Regions from separate parts of the Macaca mulatta genome. Here region 1 is linked to region 2. A link is a contact called in public Hi-C data. All regions are on one chromosome and are shown on one strand. The core of a region is the stretch at or near the end of the contact, and the rest is flanking DNA. Distances in the headings are between cores, read along the strand shown. Region 1 holds the start of DYNLT2 (dynein light chain Tctex-type 2). Region 2 holds the start of TBP (TATA-box binding protein).

The links. A called contact is a pair of places that touch in the nucleus more often than the background predicts.
Region 1: a Hi-C map of fetal cortex germinal zone shows a contact between it and region 2, with 4 times the contacts expected there. The contact joins the promoter of DYNLT2 here to the promoter of TBP in region 2. A contact is called at or near these places in 5 of 14 Hi-C or Micro-C datasets (CD4 T cells, blood, fetal cortex germinal zone and 2 more).

What each region holds. Positions count from the first base shown.
Region 1 is chr4:2,275,495-2,280,815 of T2T-MMU8v2.0, reverse strand. It overlaps DYNLT2 (dynein light chain Tctex-type 2), which reads right to left and starts at 1,900. Exons shown (of 4, transcript XM_028846951.2): 1 at 1,616-1,900. The coding sequence starts at 1,900. It overlaps ERMARD (ER membrane associated RNA degradation), which reads left to right and starts at 1,896. Exons shown (of 17, transcript XM_078001095.1): 1 at 1,896-3,633; 2 at 4,628-4,796.
Region 2 is chr4:1,494,065-1,499,106 of T2T-MMU8v2.0, reverse strand. It overlaps TBP (TATA-box binding protein), which reads left to right and starts at 1,595. Exons shown (of 9, transcript XM_028846940.2): 1 at 1,595-1,689; 2 at 3,932-3,954; 3 at 4,089-4,290. The coding sequence starts at 4,237. It overlaps PSMB1 (proteasome 20S subunit beta 1), which reads right to left and starts at 573. Exons shown (of 6, transcript NM_001260636.1): 1 at 385-573. The coding sequence starts at 497.

The DNA of each region.
Region 1 (5,321 bases), core at 651-3,150, 780 kb before region 2:
CTGACAATCTCACCAAAGCTCTATGCAATTGCAGATGAGTTAATTCTCTAAAAGTTAACTGAGATGCTACCACTAGAAAAAAGGAAATGGAGGCAAGACAGATAAAATCAAGAGATGGTCATATTGATTAAACAGTATGTCTTAAATTTTCCTGTGCTCCAAAATAGGGAAATTAACAGCTACCTTAAATTGGAAATGACTAAGTGCACAGTTTCCTCACGTACATTTAGTAAGCATTTGTAGAGTCCTCAATGTCTTCCCAATTATTGTTCTATTCAAATTTCTCACCTCTAAAAGACTCAACTTTAAAGATAGCTATAATTGATGACATCCATATCAAATAAGCAATAATTACTTTGGTCCAAGTCCCCTCACTCCCAGATTTTAACCTATATACCAGGTGCACTTATGTGTCCCCTCATGGAGTTCAGGCTCATTGAATTTTAAAGACCACTTCAGACCTCAAATAGGCAGTAAGTTTATAAAAGCCACCCTTGTCTGCCTCAATATATAGAAATTTTTCTTTACTGTTGGTGACCTATCTGTTATTCAGACTCATTGCCAAGCGAACAGCATAGTGTTTGGGAGTGTGAAGTTTTAAGTCCAATCGATTTAGGTTTCTAGCCTTGCTCTGCTCTTTTTCTTAGCTGTGTAAACTTGGCCTGTTTACTTTTCCTCCTTTAGTTCGTTCTCTCCTCTGTAAAATGTAGTTACCAAGGAAACATTATTAGAACCTGAAATTTCGCCATTACTTATTTTGAGAATTCTCTTTTTGAGAGTAATCTTAAAATGTTTTAGGGTCTTCAAAAAACTGTTTTGCCTGTCATCTCTGACTTCATCCTATTATAGGTCCATGAAGTAAGTATGAAGAGAAACCAATACAGGCCAAGTGGACCGAGTACCAGCACACAGGTTCTGGTCCCAGCTCTATCATTACAGCTTTGTATCCTTGGGCAAACTAGTATCAATAAAAGATAGTCTTTAATACATTAACGGTTTTCAAAGCCTAATCATATAGAAAGACCTGTGTTATACCACCAATACAACTGAATAACGACCCTTTCCATCAATATCAGACAGTAAGTTTTGGACAGAATATTTTCAACTTAAGTTTTTTTCTCCTGTACATTCTTCAAAGATCCAGACTGCTGATGTTTTAAAAACCCAAAACACGGCACTATTCTGCTTGGTTTATCAAAATATTTTTAATACAGCATACACTCATTTTTCGCTAGCCAAACTGCTTATAATGGCACTAAATACACTAACATACTGTGTTTTAGTACGAAGCAATAATTAATACTCAGAGTACTCTCAGGAAATCCGCAAGCTGAGTAAATCTGAAAAGAAGATCTTGTAACCACCCTTCCAATCGACTTAGTAGGGTTCTACGGCCCTAATTAAAAAGCGAGAAAACTTTAGCACTCAAGTCCAAAGGGGACTGCCCAACTCAGTCTCAGGCTTCAATTTTGCACCTGGGAAAAAAGAAACACAAAAGGGAAATGCTGCCTTCTTGGCTCTGGGGGTGGTGACGGGAGCGGGGCCCACTGAGGAGCGATTTCAATTAAAGGGTCGGACAAAGCCGTCTCGGGTCCCTAGCAGTCTCCGCACTCACTGCCTCCTTCTCGAACATGCTAGGCCTCCTCTCTTTCCTAGGCGTCACCGGCGCCTGCTGAGAGCTCTGGTTCGGGGTCTGGATGAGGCTCGACTTCACGCCTCGGCCTCGCTTCTCCATCTCGCTCTGCTCCCCAAGACTCCCACTACCTCTCCTCCGCCGACCGTCAAACGCCTCAGCAGCTCCCGCGAGGGCGGAAGTCTCCCGCCTGCGCCTGGAACGGTCGGAAGTGCCCGCTAGGGCTCCAAGGCGCCTGGAGGCGGGGCACGCAGGTGCCTGCGTCATTCATGCGCGCCGCAGCGGGGCACCGGAAGTTATGGAGGTAGGGCGGGCGCAGGGGCCGGTTCGATCCCGAGCTAGGCAGGGAGTCAGCGCCAGGCTGGGTGGTGTTCGGCTACGCGGAGTGGGTGGGCGAGCACGCGCCTGCGGTGACCGGCGGTCCGGCGCTGGAGGGCGCTGGCGCCGTCGCGGCCCTGGCCTCTGTGGCGGTATCGGACGCTCGGCCTTGCAAGACGCCTGGCGGGCCCTGCCGGCGTCCCGGGGCCGGGCTCGGTTTCTCCGTCGCCTCTTGACCCTCAACTGGAACGCGGCGGACTGTCAGGGAGGGCTGTGCGCGGTGGCGCGGGGGCGGAAAGCCGCAGGTCGGACTCTCACCTGACCGTGGCCTCGTTCCTAGAAGCGCAGTTTCGTAGTCGTTGCCTGTAGGGTCCACACTCGGACAGTAAATTTGTTTTCATCGCTTTTAGACCGTTTGAGTCACTATGAAACTCATCACGACGGCCTCACCGACCTCGTGTCAGGAGATCTGGTTGCCTCGTAATAAACATTTATTTATTTTTCCTCCCTGAGGCAATTAAATATCAAACACCTATCATCAGCAGTAACGACAGCGGAGCCGGGCGTGGTGGCGCCTGTGGTCCCAGCTACTCCGTAGGCTGAGGTGGAAGGATCGCTTTAGCCGAGGAGGTGGAGGCTGCGGTGAGCCGATACCGCGCCACTGCACCCCTGTCTGGGCGACAGCGAGACCCCATTCCCAAAATAATGATAACGATAACTACCATTTTTGAGTACTATGTGCTAGATGCTTTTCATGTATAATCTGATGACTGCAGCCCTACAAGGTGCAGCCTGGCACCGTTTTATTTCACTTAGAACTGAGATTCGGATAAAGTAAGTTTTCCAAGGCAAGAGGTAGTCAGAGACTGAGGAATGATTCAAATTTAAGTCCAGCCCCAAAGCACCGGCCTAGTGTAGTCTGCAGAGTTCCAGCCCCATAGAGCCCAATGGAGGATGCGAGTGACAATCGCCATTCAAAAATAGTTCATGCCGATTTCTTTAGTGATGACTTAATTGTTAGCGCCTACTGGGATTGTTCAAAAAGTAGGGCTGAGAGTGGAAAGTGCAACTTCTGGGGACAGGAGGAGCAAACAGGGCAACTGATACTGAGCAGGACCAGGGAACTCAGACTGATCAGTTTCCACTTTACAAAGCTGCCCAGAGTTAATTGTGACTGTCACAACACAGCCACTCCTTAACTCGACACACCAAAATAAAGAGCCTCGGTTCAGCTTTGGATCCTGAATTTGACTTCTTTGCAGGATTATAGATGGTCTTAGTGTCATGTGGGATAGTCGTAAGGATTTTGATTTTATTTGATTCTCCATGGAAAACCAGTACGGTTTGCTACTTTTTACATGGCAGGGAAGGCTAAACTTTACCTCTGCCCATGTTAGTTCAGAGTGACCCCTTTAACAAATGAAAGGTTAATAAGAAAAAGGTTTATTAATGTACAGAGTACACATCACAAGGGATAAACGTCAATGAAAAGTAACTTGAAATGGTGGCTTAGAACTACATTTGTATACCATCTTCAACAAAGAACTATAGATTTGCAGAGAAATGACACAGGAGAGCAGTTTCAGGCTTCAAAGGGCAAGAAACTGGGAAAGTCGATACATATTTGAAAACTGATGGAGTAAAAATTGTTTGCACATTCCTCTGGTACCTTCTCTGGTCTGGTAAGAGTCTAAAGTTATCCCCAGTAAAGAATATATATCCTGTGTTTGGGTGGAAGAGGGGGAGGAGAGAGAGCTTTTCCTTCATTTGCTGCCTCTTGTCTTCAGCTCCAATTTGTTGTTGTTTTTATATCAAAGAGGCATGTTTTGGGATGACATTGTGGTTTTCTCCAACACCGTTTAGGGAGTCAGAGGTACGCGGGGTTCTTTTTCCTTCTTGTTCATTATACTTGGTTTCTGCTCTCCCATTCCCCATTTTAAAAAACTGCTTATTTTGATAACTCTAGGATAGTGAAGGAATGCTGAGAGGAATAATGCTCTGTTGGTAAAATACATTCAGCTTCCATGAACTCATGTCTTTTTTTCTTTTTTTTTTTAGTGAAAGCAAGTTTATTAAGAAAGTAAAGGAGTAAAGAATGGCTACCCCATAGGCAGAGCAGTTTGCAAATATTATGATTGATCATTTTAAGTCTTTAAACCTTTATCATATTTGAGAACATTTGTGTAAATTTTATTTATTTATTTATTTATTTGAGACGGAGTCTGGCTCTGTCGCCCAGGCTGGAGTGCAGTGGCGCGATCTTGGCTCACTGCAAGCTCCGCCCCCCGGGTTCATGCCATTCTCCTGCGTCAACCTTCCAAGCAGCCGGGACTACAGGTGCTCGCCACCTCGCCTGGCTAATTTTTTTGTATTTTTAGTAGAGACACGGTTTCACGGTGTTAACCAGGATGGTCTAGATCTCCTGACCTCGTGATCCACCCGCCTCGACCTTCCAAAGTGCTGGGATTACAGGCTTGAGCCACTGCGCCTGGCCAAATTATCTTTAATATTTAATCACAATGTTTTAATCATACAACTTTCATGATATCCAGAAAGCATGTTAACAGCAACTATACCTGAGTGCACTCAGTTCTTAGAGAATTTTCTTGTGACTTAAATATATAATACTCTGTTTTTCTTTCAGTTAAGCAGTGCCTTTTATTTTATTTTTTTTAGGTATTAATAGGGGACCCTATTACCACATGTCTTTCTCCCTCGGTGTATGATATAATTTGTAATCTTGGGTTTCAACTCAGAGAAAATTGTGATATCAATAGCATTGTTACTCAGAATGGTGAAGTATGCTGGAAAACAATCACAGACTGTGTGAGCTACACGGAGTCAGGTTTGTGCTGTCTTTGTACTCCAAACTTTCATAACTGTTCCATTGAAAATGTCTTGACCTGTAAAATTCCCCTTTCTGACCACTGGTTCCTTTTGTTAGATAATGTTATAATACAGGCCTCACTCCAAAGGAGAACAGAAATTAATGTGAAAAGAGAAGGGATGAGTACAGAGAAGCATGGAGAAATTAATGGAAAGCTGGGCTAAGAAAACCTCCTCTACAGAGGAGGTGTCAGGAGGCAGAGAGGGGCTGGTGGACTGTTGATGATGTAGATCTCAGGGCCTTGAGATGATTCTCCATAGGAGTCATATAAATTAAAGGTAGAAAATGACCAGTAATAGATTATACAGTTATTTTAAATGTCTTCTAGGCATTCTTGCACACTTTGGAGCAGAGATATAGATGCGGAAATTTAATAATAGTTATAAAAATTACAAATGAACATACTCTGGCCTAGCAGTCCATTTTCAGTAATCTTTAAGACAGATACAGATATGAAAGTGTGATTGTGCAAGGTTATTCCTT
Region 2 (5,042 bases), core at 346-2,845:
GCATAAGGAACGTGTACATGAGGTCCAGTTTGGTCTTCCACAGAGCAGAGGCTATGTTTCAATTTCTACTTTACCGTCGTACAGCAGCAAGGAGCATGGAGTTCCGGTCCACATAAAAACCCAAATGACAGGGCTGTAATGGGAAACCCTAAAAACCAAGGCTGTATCGCAATCACCAAGTAAACTTGACCAAAGCGAGCCTGAAGAAGGAAACACAGGGCATGAGAGGACGGCAGGGAGACCGGCCTTGTGCGGACCCACTCAGCTCAGGGTTCTGAGGCCTGCAGGGGACCGGGGCAGCGCCTTGACGGCGGTGACTCCTAAACAGGCTTCAGCAAATGGGGGAAGGGCGAAAGTGAAAGCGGAGCTCTCTGGGGTTTTTACCCTCCGTTGAAAGCGTAGGGTGAAAATCGCAGCTGCAAAGGGCCCGCGGCTCCGTGCGGCTCCATCCCCAAGTCTCTGCCAGGAGCCGAATACATGGCTACGGAGGACAACATCGCACGGCTGCGCCTGCAGCTCCAGCTCCGACACCTGCTGTCTCACGGCGAGATGGCTGCCTTGACCGGACGTTACGCCACTTCCGGCTTCTCCTGAAGTTCGCTCCCGGCCTCTCTATCTTGCGCTAGTCGTTGCTCCTGGAGGGCTGCAGGGCGGCCTGTCCCTTTGGTAGTTGGGTCCCGCCCATTCCAAAAAAGCTGACAGAAAAGTAAAGGTTTCCCGCCCCCCGTCGAAGAAAACATTGGAATTCACCCCAATGGACGAAAATTTAAGTCTGACCATACAAAAACATTGGCAGAACTATGGCGCAACGCCAACTCGAATAACGGTGAGCGCGTTAATTGTCCTGGCTAATAAAAAATGTATATAACATTTCCTATCCTTAAAGAGCTCACAACCTCACTGATAATAAAGAGTACAAAGAAAACGAGCAGTATAACATGTGACTACGCCACAATGAACTACAGAAGGGAAAATCAGTTCCCACTAAGTTCTAGTCCCACTAAGAAACAACTGCGGATAGAGCCTTGTGACCACAGTGCATGAAACGGGAGTGGCAGAACTGAATATAAATGCGTGTGTAAACACAAGCCGTTTGTTTTGCTTAGTGTTCCTTGTCATTCTACACCCTTGAAGATCAGCTAGCGTTCTTGCACAGGTAAGGAGCACGCGCTTACTGAGTGCCAAGTACTGTCAGTCTCTGTCAATCTCCCGACAGCCCAACGGTAAGCACTATTATCACTATTCAATTTTACAGAAGAAACTGCGGGGGAGAGGTCAGGTAACTTGCCAAAGGTAACACCGCTAGTTGCTTTAAACCACCACCACAACAACAAAACACACACACATATAACCATTTAAAAATCGATCTGTCCTATGTCCAGCAAGGGCCAATTAGAGACGGCTGTGGCACGGCGGCCCCGCCCCGGAACTCCTCAAGAGCTTCGCCCCTCCTTACCTTAAGCTCCGCGCCTATGGAAACACAGGAAGTGACCTATGCCCACACTTCCCAGGGCCTCGGCCCTAGTGGGAGCAACTCGCTGAAGCCGAGGGCAGAGCTGGCGGAAGTGACATTATCAACGCGCGCCAGGAGTTCAGTGAGGTCAGGCAGGTTCGCTGTGGCGGGCGCCTGGGCCGCCGGCTGTGAAACTTCGTTTCCTCTGGCCCATGGTCATCTTTGCAGTGACCCAGGTAACAGCTTGTACTCTTTTCTGAGGGTTCGGGCGGAGGCGACCACTGCATTGAGGCCTGGGGACAATGGTGGGGAAGAGAAGAGGAATTGGCGCGCGTGCAGGCCCCGCGGGGGACGTTCCTCCCTCTCGTGCTGCCGCCGTTCCGGCCTGTAACGGCCGCTCGGCCGCCGCTCCCGCCTGGTGCCCTACTCTGCTGTGTGTCGCCAGCGGCTTCCCATCGTACGATTGTGGGGCGCAGGGTACTACTGACGGGGCGGCGGCGGGCGGGACAGGACAGTCCCTTGCATCGAAGACCTGAAGTTTACCCTGCCCTGTCCTGCCACCGCTTCTTCTCCATGTTAGAAGGCAGATTCACCCTGGTCTGTGCCCGCCTGTTTTGCTACCAACATTGAGACTTAAGTATTTTGTCAGAATCCTGAGACAGCGGGCACGGTAGCGCTTAAGATATAATACACACCATTTATTTACGGGGCCTCCCATCTCTCGGTCAGGCCATCATGGTTTTCCAAATCTCTAGGTAGGCTTTTCTGTGAAAAGACTGTGCTTCATTTAGTTATACAGACACTAGAAGGCTATGCAGAATTAATTTGATTGCCTCCAAAAAATACCGGATTTGATGTTTCAATTTCCAAGAGCTGAAGATACCCAGCAAACAACTCTTTTCTGAGATAAATTAGTGCAGTAATCACCGTACGGTTTCTTCTGTAGACTTACTTGCAAAAAGTGGCCTGAAGCCACCGCAGGTCCTGGATAAATAAATCTCTAGTCCTACTTACAATGGGTTTAAATCCTGCCGTCATTATCTCTTGCCTCACCCTTAGATCCCTGAAGCGGAACTTCCAGCCTCTAGTTTTACTCCTCTCAAATTCGTCTAGTCTTGCCAAATTAGATCTATTCATACTGCACTTCCAAAATTCCATAACTGTTATTATTGCCTATGCAGTAACATTTAAAACTCCTGATAGTATGAGCCCACCAATATGTGCTATTTCATCTGCAGTGACCTTCTATACAGTCATACTAAGCTTGTCGCCTGCATTCTGCATCTTTTTTCAATCTGTTATCTCTTTCTGCTTGATTTCTCTTTTGTCTGAAGCCCTGTTTTGTAAATTCCTACTCACCTTGTGAGACCCAAGTTAGATGGTCCCTGCTTTGTGAAAACACTGCCCTCTCTTCATAGTAATTGGCTGTTAGTCTTTATTGTCTTCTCTTCCAGGGGTGTATATGGGCTCATTCATGATCACATACTGCATTCCAGGCATAGTGCTAGATGCAGAGATCACAAAGACATGTAGACTTTCAAGACTTAGCTTAGGCCATACCTGCTACTATAATACTATGTTTTACAGTAATTATTTGCATACCCTTCATATTGAACACTTTGATGCCAGGGACTACATCTTCCTATCTTTATATCCTCATCTGCAGCACTTTTGTTATTATAGGATAACTGTCAAAAAAAAAAAAAAAGCATAATTTAAAAAATGTCTTTGATACATTTATTTCCAGAAGCACAGCTTGCTTTCTTTTTTGGTCTGTTTTTCAGTGATGAGTATATAGCATAGATAGTTTTTGGGGGCCTTTGCCCTTTCAAAGTGATCGTCAGAGTCTTTCATATATTCAGCAAATATGTGAGTGTCTACTTTGTACCAGCACATGCTTGAAGTGCATATGCCTGAAGGGTCTTTGGACATATAATTTGTAACTTTGAGACCTCTAAGTTCCATGTGAGAATATGTTATTATAAACTCATTTCAGATGTATAGTGAGTAAAGTGATGACGATTTAAGAATAGTCAGATAAAACGCACAGTTTGCACTATTGTGTTCTAAAGAGGTAAGGTTATTACGTTTATAAAAATTCAGAGCTTTATCTTTGTGCAGCTTTTTTTTTATAGTTTCATTACAGTAGGAGCTTGATAAATGATCACTCTGAAGTATATTGGATTGAATTTAATAGTTACTTAATTTTTTGCCCAAGACATTGTAGAGGATGTAAAATTGGGATATTTAAAGATCTGAACTTTGCCTAACAGTGCTGTGTATACAGTGCTTAATAAATATCCTACTCTGATATTACAGTTTCTTTTGGAATTAGTTTTCTGTAGGTGTTTTTCCTCAAAAGTTTTTAATGCTGGTTATGACAGCTTAATTTTGAGCATTATCTGAGTATTTAAACGTGTAACAAAATGATTTTTGTTTTGTTGGCGATTTTACATGCAATCACCGGAAACCTGGAAGGAATAAGACTTTGGGATTATAAGGTAAAAACAAATGTACTCCAGAATAGCTTCATTGGTTTTCATGTTTGTGTTTTGTATAGCCATGGAACTGGCTTATAGGACTGTATAGGTTACCTGGATCCTTAAATTAAACTTCAGACTTTTTTCCAAAGCAGCATCACTGTTTCTTGGTGTCTGAAGATAACCCAAGGAATTGAGGAAGTTGCTGAGAAGAGTGTGCCTGAGATGCTCTAGGAAAAAACTGAATGGTGAGACGAGTTCCAGCCCAAGGGTTTCTGGTTTGCCAAGAAGAAAGTGAACATCATGGATCAGAACAACAGCCTGCCACCTTACGCTCAGGGCTTGGCCTCCCCTCAGGTAATACAGCAGGAGGGAGAGAATAGGGAGGGCGGAAATCTGAACGGCAAGAGATGGTATCAAAAGGCAAGGAAGGGCATTTAATGATCTGTTTTTGAAAATGATTTAATATATTTTTTAAGCCTGATTTTGTTGAGATGTTCTATTAGGTTTTGAATGGGCACAATAGTGTTTATTTGGGGAGTCTGTTTGGAAGTTATATATCTATAAAACACGTAATCTTTTGATAAACACTTAGGAGAATGTTCCAAGTGATTATATAGGGTCTTTGATTTTGAAAATCACCCTCACCAGATTATTTTCTAGTTTTATTTTTCCCCTTTTACATTTCAAGCTCTCAACCACCCATCTACGATAAAAATGTTTCAGGCTGGGTGCGGTGGCTCACGCCTATAATCCCAAAGGGATTTGGGAGGCGGAGGTGGGTGGATCAGTTGAGGTCAGGAGTTTGAGACCAGCCTGGCCAACATGGAGAAACCATCTGTACTAAATATACAAAAATTAACCAGGCATGGTGGTGGGTCCCTGTAATCCCAACTACTTGGGAGGCTGAGGCAGGGAGAATTGCTTGAACCCGGGAGGTGGAGGTTGCAGTGAGCAGAGATCATGCCAGTGCACTCCAGCCTGGTGGACAGAGCAAGACTAGGCTCTGTCTCAAAAAAAAACAAAAACAAAAACAAAAAACCAATAACTTCTGTTGAAATATAATTTACATACAAAAAACACATTTTAAGTGTCTGTTTTGATAATTA